Regions from separate parts of the Anser cygnoides genome. Here region 1 is linked to region 2. Evidence: chromatin contacts called from public Hi-C data. All regions are on one chromosome and are shown on one strand. Each heading gives the region's core, a stretch centred on a gene start, on an enhancer-like site or on the middle of the called end of the contact. The rest is flanking DNA. Distances are from core to core; before and after follow the strand shown.

The links. Hi-C and Micro-C count contacts between places; a contact is called where the count stands out from the background.
Region 1: a contact with region 2 is called in a Hi-C map of liver, with 2.0 times the contacts expected there. The contact joins two enhancer-like sites. A contact is called at or near these places in 2 of 7 Hi-C or Micro-C datasets (both in liver).

What each region holds. Positions count from the first base shown.
Region 1 is chr15:18,195,897-18,200,093 of Taihu_goose_T2T_genome, forward strand. The region is part of intron 25 of PARN (poly(A)-specific ribonuclease); the gene reads left to right. Among named protein-coding and RNA genes, the nearest start is that of TRNAT-CGU, 4.8 kb to the right of the region's middle. Within about 2 kb of position 1,280, at least 1 of the 3 cell types and tissues checked has open chromatin away from gene starts, as enhancers often do. A contact at or near this core is called in liver, where this site is marked.
Region 2 is chr15:17,486,317-17,489,949 of Taihu_goose_T2T_genome, forward strand. It overlaps TVP23A (trans-golgi network vesicle protein 23 homolog A), which reads right to left. Exons shown (of 6, transcript XM_066977979.1): 4 at 3,168-3,293; 5 at 1,389-1,518; 6 at 1-955. The coding sequence ends at 897. Among named protein-coding and RNA genes, the nearest start is that of TEKT5, 8.5 kb to the left of the region's middle. Within about 2 kb of position 1,770, at least 1 of the 3 cell types and tissues checked has open chromatin away from gene starts, as enhancers often do. A contact at or near this core is called in liver, where this site is marked.

The sequences.
Region 1 (4,197 bases), core at 30-2,529, 710 kb after region 2:
GGATATATCTGTAATGTATTCACAAACTAAGTATTATTTTTAAAAAATGATATTTCTACAGTTAAATTTGTAGCTCAATTGATTCCTGAAAACTTAACCTTCTCATAAATGCTGCTTTTGAGCTGCATTATTTCATGCAGAATAGTGGCTAAAAGGCGTGTTAGCAGCACAATTCTGACCTAAGCTCTCCCAAGGTAGATTTCAGCTTTAAACAAGTGAGTAATTTGTTGCACTGAGGTTTTGGTATGTCCTATTTCATATGTATAGTGATTATATAGCTATAAATTGTAAAAGGCCAGAATTCCATAGAAAAATACTGATAATTCAGCACAATATCCATTTGCCTGAGTACACAGATCCTGCACACAGTCATGTGAGCTATCACATGCCAACAACTTCTTTTTTAGCAGAGCACTGCTGTGGAACTCAGCTGAATTTCCAGGCCTTTTTGAAGTAACAGAATCGATTCAGTTTGAGTAGATCAGCACTAAATAAGAATCTGACCGCAAGCATAATGTGAGTACCATGTGTAGATATTCATGTGTCACGTAAGCAGGTGATTAGCTAGTATAAAATGTCAAAGCTATGACAGGCACATTTACACCAGCCGAGAGGATGCCCCTGTTTGTGCTTGCTCTGTATATGAGCCATTATACTCTCTCACACAATATCACTTAGCATGTGTTTTATTCTGTCTTAAATATATGTACGTTATATTTGGAGCCTCAAGAAAGTTCAGCTTACCTATAAATGGTAAACATCTATTGGAATCCCATAAAAATAAAACTACATCATTTAGAAGTAAATACTATGCTGAGATTGTTCAGGCTATCGATAACAAAAAATAAATAGTAGCGTGGAATTGAACAGCTTTACCAAGCTCAGACTTACTCATAAAAATATATTGCACAACTCCTCTCAGCACAGCAATTAGTAATCTTTACATTGATTTATAGATACAGACCATGCACATGTAGACAGGTGGGCACACAAGTAAAAAACAAACAAAAACAAAAATGAAAACAAAACAAAACAAAAAGTCAGTTGAAGAGAGAGAGACATCAGAACTGCAACCTTTTGTGAGCAAAAGACCCGAGGAGGGGACTGACAGCATGCATGTTCCTAAGGGCTGTATGTTGGTTTCAAGGTTTAAGCTGCCTCTCTTTCCTAGAAAAGTCTTATTTTTTCTCCCAATATACTTATGTCAAATAACCACCCTTTGAAACATAACTTTTTCTTTGCCTTTGCTGTGTTTTTAAGGAAAAAAAAAAAGTTTTTACAGGCTACAACAACAGTTAGAAAACTATTTCTGTTTAACTTTGGGGAATGCTAGTATTTTCTATCTGCTTCTTACTGCTGATGACACCAGTAAAGTTAGGATATTGCTACTTATTTAAAGTGTGCAGTAGCGAGTAGCTTTCTGAGCACAGCCGTAGTTTAGTGCTAAGGTTAGTGTCCTCTGTAAGAGCCATAATGCACTGGTTTCTTTTGCAGAACAAAGTGACCACCAAAAGCGGGACTTTGTGGGCCAGTTGGATAAAACATAAGCTCATCTCGCCCCCAAAACCCCGACTCTGGAACCACAACCTTCTGAGATTCAATTTGTAAGCAAAGTATCTTTGTAAGATATGCCCAATCGACTGAGGGGATCAGCGCTTACAAAGGAGCTGATTTTTGGACTGATAAAAGAGGACGTTGTAGCCAAGTCATGGTATACACTCCTTCAACTAACTGGACAGCAGGAGTTGCTAGCAGTTATTATTTGCTGTTATTCCCATTTTATGATTTGTTTGTTTAGCTAAGCAGCACCTTCTGCAAGTGGCTATAAAATGACGCAGAACTCACCCAGAGTAATGTAGGGACTTATTAGCCCCAGCACTCAAAGTATCTATTAAGATCTTTTCAAAGTATCAACTCGTTTGTCTGTTCCTCCATATTTTAAAGTAAAGCTGAAACATTATAGAGATGTGTGACATTATTATATCTTTGCTATCTGTGTAGCACACTACGGTACTTTCACTTTACCCAAAACGGGTCGCTTCCTACTGACAATGCAGCTTAGAGTATTCAGCTGGGTGCCCAAATCTGACTATCCCCAGCTTTAAGAACTTTTTTTTTTTTTTTTTAAGAAGAAAAGCAGAGATCTGCAGCCAAAAGGAACACACTGCTAAATCCTTCCTTTACATTCCCTACCGAACTTCTAAATAAACCCGAGTTTTACTCATTATAGACCCACTTGGAGACCTGAGGCAGGTAAATGCTGTCAGTCACGTCAAAAGAAACCAATCGCCGCGCTTGAACAACAACAAAAAAAACACTATTACATTTGTGCTGCTTTCGGTAATCCGGAGGAACGCCGTCCGTCCCTGCCGACCCTGCGTGCTCGGAGACACCTCCTGAGGGAACGAGGCAGCGCTGGCGGGCGGGAGAGGGAACGGGAGGAGAAGGAGAAGAATGAGGAGGAGGAGGAGGAGAAGGAGCAGCCCGGCTTGGTCCCGGCCGCGCTCCCGCCGCTGCCCTGAGGCGGGGCCGCGCCGCGCGGGCTGCAGCCTCCCCTCAGGCGGGGCACGGGGCCGCCGGCACCTGTAGCTGCGGCGGGCCCCGGCGGCCCCCCGGCGGCCCGGGGCAGGTGGGCTGCAGCCCCCAGCGGCCGCCCAGGTGGCGGGGAGCGGCCCCAAGCCGGCGGCAGGGCGCGGCCCCGGCGGCTCGGCCCCACTTGAGGGCTGAGGGGAGAGCGGGGCCCCGCGGGAGGAGCGCGCAGCTTACCGCGGGTCCCGGGGGAGCGGGCGGCCCCGGCCCCGGCCCGGCGGGGTGCCGGGCTCGGCAGGGAGGCAGCAGCCCTTCGGTCGGCGGCCGGCTCCTTCCGTTGGCAAAATCCTGACTCATTACATAAAAAAGATCGCCTCTGCCAGGCGCCCAGAAACATTTCTTCATCACGGTCACGCCACGAGCTAAACAAGAGGCCACAGCGAGGGGAGGGGGAGAAGCAGACGGGAAAAAAAATAATAAAAAAATCCAGAAGGTGGGGATTTGGGGGGGGATTTTTTTTTTTTCCCCCTAAGCGCTTCTTCCTTCTAAAAAAGAAGAAAAGTGTAGGGGAAAAAAAAAAAGGCAGACCAAAGGAATAAGTGGAGATGTTCACGCCTGGCTGCCACAAAGACACCTCTCCCCTTCCTTCCCTCCCGTGCTCGCTCCTGCAGCCCCGCCACAAAGGCGAGCAGCCAAGGGCTCCCCAGATCCTCCGGGCCCGGGCTCCCCGAGCCGCGGTGGTGGGGCCGGCACCGGCCGAAAATCGTCAGTTTTGTTTTTTTTTTTTTTTTTTTTTTCCTAGAAACTACCTCCAAATATAGTAAGAGGGAAGGGGCATTCCTAGAAATTCGGGAGACGTCAGAAAGGGAAGATCTGTGAAATTCAGCTTTGCTTCCTGCAGAGGGCTCCCAGCACAGGGAGAAAAAAATCAAGTGAGCTATAAAGTGCTTTTCATGCTTCTCTGATCAGATAATGCTTAAAAAAAGAAGAATGGTAAAACAGTTAACTCGCGTTTCTGCGATAAGATCTGGGAGCTTTATATGGGAAGAAAGCTAATCAGTAACCCCCTTTCCTCATTTTCGACCAATGTTTATAGATGTCTATCTCCTGTATTTACTTCCCCCCCCCCCCCCCGCCACCCCCGTCCCCATATCAGCCCTGAGCACACAGCAAATATAAGAAACATGGGGATGAGTGAAAAACGGGCCAAACGGTAATGACACCTCCATGTGCCCCAGGAACACTAATTAATGCTCCTGTGTTATTTTAAACAGGCTTTGTGGGTTACATCTTTCAAGCTACACCATTGTGAATAATTCATGTGATTGCAGTAGACGTGTACGATATTGCTGATCACATGAACGAGAATTTTGTAGGCTGGCTTTTATTTACAGGCCCCGATACGAAGAACTGCTGAGCACTGTCAGTCCCCGTGGCCTTACTGCTGTCTTAGCCTGTTAATTAATTCTGCTCAGCAATTCACAGGATTGGGCCGAGAGTGACAATGTGGATCTGTACTTGCAGTGGACCTGCATATCGTCCACCAGCCTCTGTTATTCCTTGTCTATCTCCTAAAGCTCTGTATTTGCTTTCTGCTTGAGCCTAACACCCAGTCCCTATTTAGTCCTGTCAATCATTTCACTAAAAAGCTATTTCTTACATTTCATA
Region 2 (3,633 bases), core at 520-3,019:
ACTGATGTAGGGATGTTGTATCTGAAGAATCTAATAAGCATGTGTAGTAGGCTTTGCCCTACCCTCTGCACTGGGATTAATTGTAACGCCCACTTTCTTACTGCAAAACATCCCATAAGTATCTTTTTCCTTTCCGTATAAAAGATCTGTATTTTGAGTAGAATTGTTGAAGTGATGTCTTTTTTTATTATTGGCATCAGTTTTAAAATAAAAACCTGCTAGAGTTTAGGCAGCTATGATTACAGTATAAATACAATATTTTATTACAGGTATTGAATAAAATAAATGTATTTTAATTACTTAACTGTGGCTGCTCCACACAAGTACACTGTGAACTTGCTGCAAGATTTTTTTCTTCTACTAGATCTTAAGCCTGAATACAAAAAAAAAATTAAATTTGGTTTCTTAAATAACCAAGTGGCCCTTTATGATTGTAATTCCTCTTTTTACTGCAGAATCAACTCTGAGAACAGAGTTATGAGAGTTATGAGAGTGTACAAGAGGAAAAGGTAATTTCGTTTTATTAACTGTAGTTTGAAAAACAAGTGATCGTTGTCTTTTGACTATATTCTAATTCTCAGTTAGGATAACCCAATAGTTTCAGGTTAGTTCACAGTTTTTTTCTCAAGGACATGTCTGCTCATAAAAGTTCTGTATAAACCACAAGCACTGTTCTCATGCCTGTGCAAACTGCCTTTTGGTGAAAGTCTTATTTTGAAATAAGTAGAGTCTTTAACAAAGGCTATAAACCTTTCTGTCTGAAGACACAAATGACAAAATCATTATTTCATGCAGGTATAATTCTAGAAGAGCTTCACTTCAGTAACTTAATATGAAAAACAGCTTTCATAAATCAGTATTTTTACCGGTTGTCTTTTTATTATTTCCTTAAATGACTATCTAGTGCCTGTCTTTCCATGTTCTTCAATGCAGTCGTCTGAAATTCTTGTCTGTCCTACAGAATGAACACAGGAAAGGCGGATGTCACCATAGCACAGTATGCAGGAATCATAAACAGGGAAAAGGCTGGTGGAAGCCTCAGGGTTTAAGACTGCTCTTCCATTTGTATGTATCCATATTGTAACACCTAGGCATTACAATACCTCAGAAGGCATCATACTGAAGGTTTAACTTAGAGGAAATTCTTCATGGGCCTTGCAAGCAGCTCAGTTGTGAAGCTTCAGCAAGGCTCCTGAATACAGAGCAGACTGCCATGGGGTACAGCCCCTCTGCGAGAGTGCACAAGAATTGCTTATTGGAGAATCAAGGTAGCCCTGTCAGAAGCTACACTAGGAACTAATACCAGGAAAAGCCAAAACCAACAGCGTGAGGCAGGTCGGCATTTGATACCTCGTGGTTTATAGCTGATGGTCCAGCTTGGTACTTACTCTTGGGAACATCTGCTGTGACAAAAAACCTCGAAGTTATTCTGCTGATGCTTTTTTGTCCCCCTAATTTGCAGTGGATGTATCCATATAAATTAGCAGTTTGAAGGGAGATCCCAGCTATCACGAGAGCCTGTGGACAAACAAAAGATTGGCTGGGACAAATATACTGCCATATATGTAGACTATGCATAGAATATATATGCATGCACATATATGTATGTATACTCTATACATACAGGCTGTAAGAAAGGAATATCCCTTCAAATAATGAAAGACCTTAAAAGAGATCCAACCGTACTAAACACTGTAGTCCCTTTCTGCAAAATGTCTTTTTTATCAAAACTGTGCAGCTTTTTTTTTTTTTCTGGCTCAGGTCATTCTGCATTTTGAAAAACTTCATTACTTTCTGAAGAGCACCTATCCAAAAAAGCACCTATTTGACCAATTGCGTAATCATTTAATCTTTTAAACCTGATCGTATCTAAGAGCTTCACATCCAAACACACAGCAAGCCTGCAGACACGTTTAGCTGCCAAATGCCTTACGACACACAAGTAAGATCCTATAACTTGCAGATTTACAAATAGCATCAATAGATGTGAATCAATATCCATCGTTAGCAGGCAGTGTAAATGAGTAGGTCCTTTCATGATGCTAGAGGCTTAGCAGCAGGCAAAATCCAATTAATTAACTGGTAAAATAATGTTTTTCTTAATTTCCTGGAAGCTGTCAAATTTTCATTTGGGTAACATGGTTTTACAAGCACCTGAACAACCTGCATCTTCTGTGCTAGCTCAGGTTCCTTCTCCAGCTAGCTCTTTGCTTAGCAAACAATCTGTTTTTCAAAACTAAAGGTGGAGCTGTGAAGGAAGACAGCTGGTTTAATTTTAACTATTGTTTGTATAGTTATGCCATTTGGGGCATTAGAAAGCAGTTAATGATTTGCAATAGATTCATACCCGTTATCTGAATTTCCTGTTTCATTTACTAACAAAATGTAATCTCGGCTATTATTTGTTCTGTAGCAGCAGGTATGCAAGACGCTTTATATCTTTTAAAAATTAATAATAAAATTGTACTTTGCACAGTTCAGAACTTGACGAAATGTATTCTATGGTGATTATGCAAGCACAATTGAAAAGTTTACAGAGGAAAACAAAGATTTCATAGACAAAGCATCAGCATAATGTAATATATGGGGTACAATTTCTATTTAGGAAAATGTAATGTTTTGCTTTTTGTAGAATAGATGACTTATAAATACAATAATTATAAACTATATATCTCAATTTATCAAGATTTTTAAGTGCTGTGATACTGGTTCTTTCAAAAGGGAATGATACCAGAAATCTAAAATCCTTACTTTTAAGAGCTTAAGAGACATTCAAGTCCCGAGGAGATGTGAAAACCTGAAAGCCAGCACTTTTGGTTCACTTTTTGTTCTCTCCTACTAGTCTCCTTTGACGGCAATAAAGAAGTTGGAGAAAAGTAAGATGCTACAGTTAAAAATGAGGCAGCAATTCTGTCAACTACCTAAGATGCTTTACTGGAGATAAATGAAGTAGTTGACAGCTGATAACCTAGTAAAAGTGAGGCTAAAAATGATCCATTCTGGAGTGCAGGGCTTGCCTGCAGAAAACTCTGACTCCTTGAAGCTGTTGGGGGGATTTCTGTAATGTTGGAGATTTTGGTACAGATTGTTGCAAAACTACAGATCTGGGTTTTCCCTCAATTAACATTACTTGTCAGCTGTAGCTCATTCAGTAATGCCAGACTTACCAGCCATTTCAGCTTCAGGGAGAACAAGGTGCTGAAGAAAAATACAATCCATATGACTGGACAGATAATGAGGCCAAGCCAAAAGATTCGAGCTTCAGCTTCAGTTGAGGCAGCTATTGTAGACACCTAGCAAGAAAATTACTGAAACTTTTAGTCACAAAGACAAAACCCATAATAAGTAACAAATCAGTGGAGGAGGAGGAATGGACAAATCTACTTGTTTACCCAAATTTCATTTATTACATGCATACAGACAGGGTGGTTTCAATAGGAAGAGAAGTCACTGATGCGAAATTTTCTGCCCGCTGTCCTACTGTACATGATAGTATTTTCTTTTCAAAATGCACTGTTTTCCTTTTCCTGTTCTCACTTAAATGAGATAATCCATTCCTTTTGTAAAAGGTAGTTGCCACTAATGCTACAGATTAATAATATTTTATAGTCAAAAGTTCTATATGCTAACCAT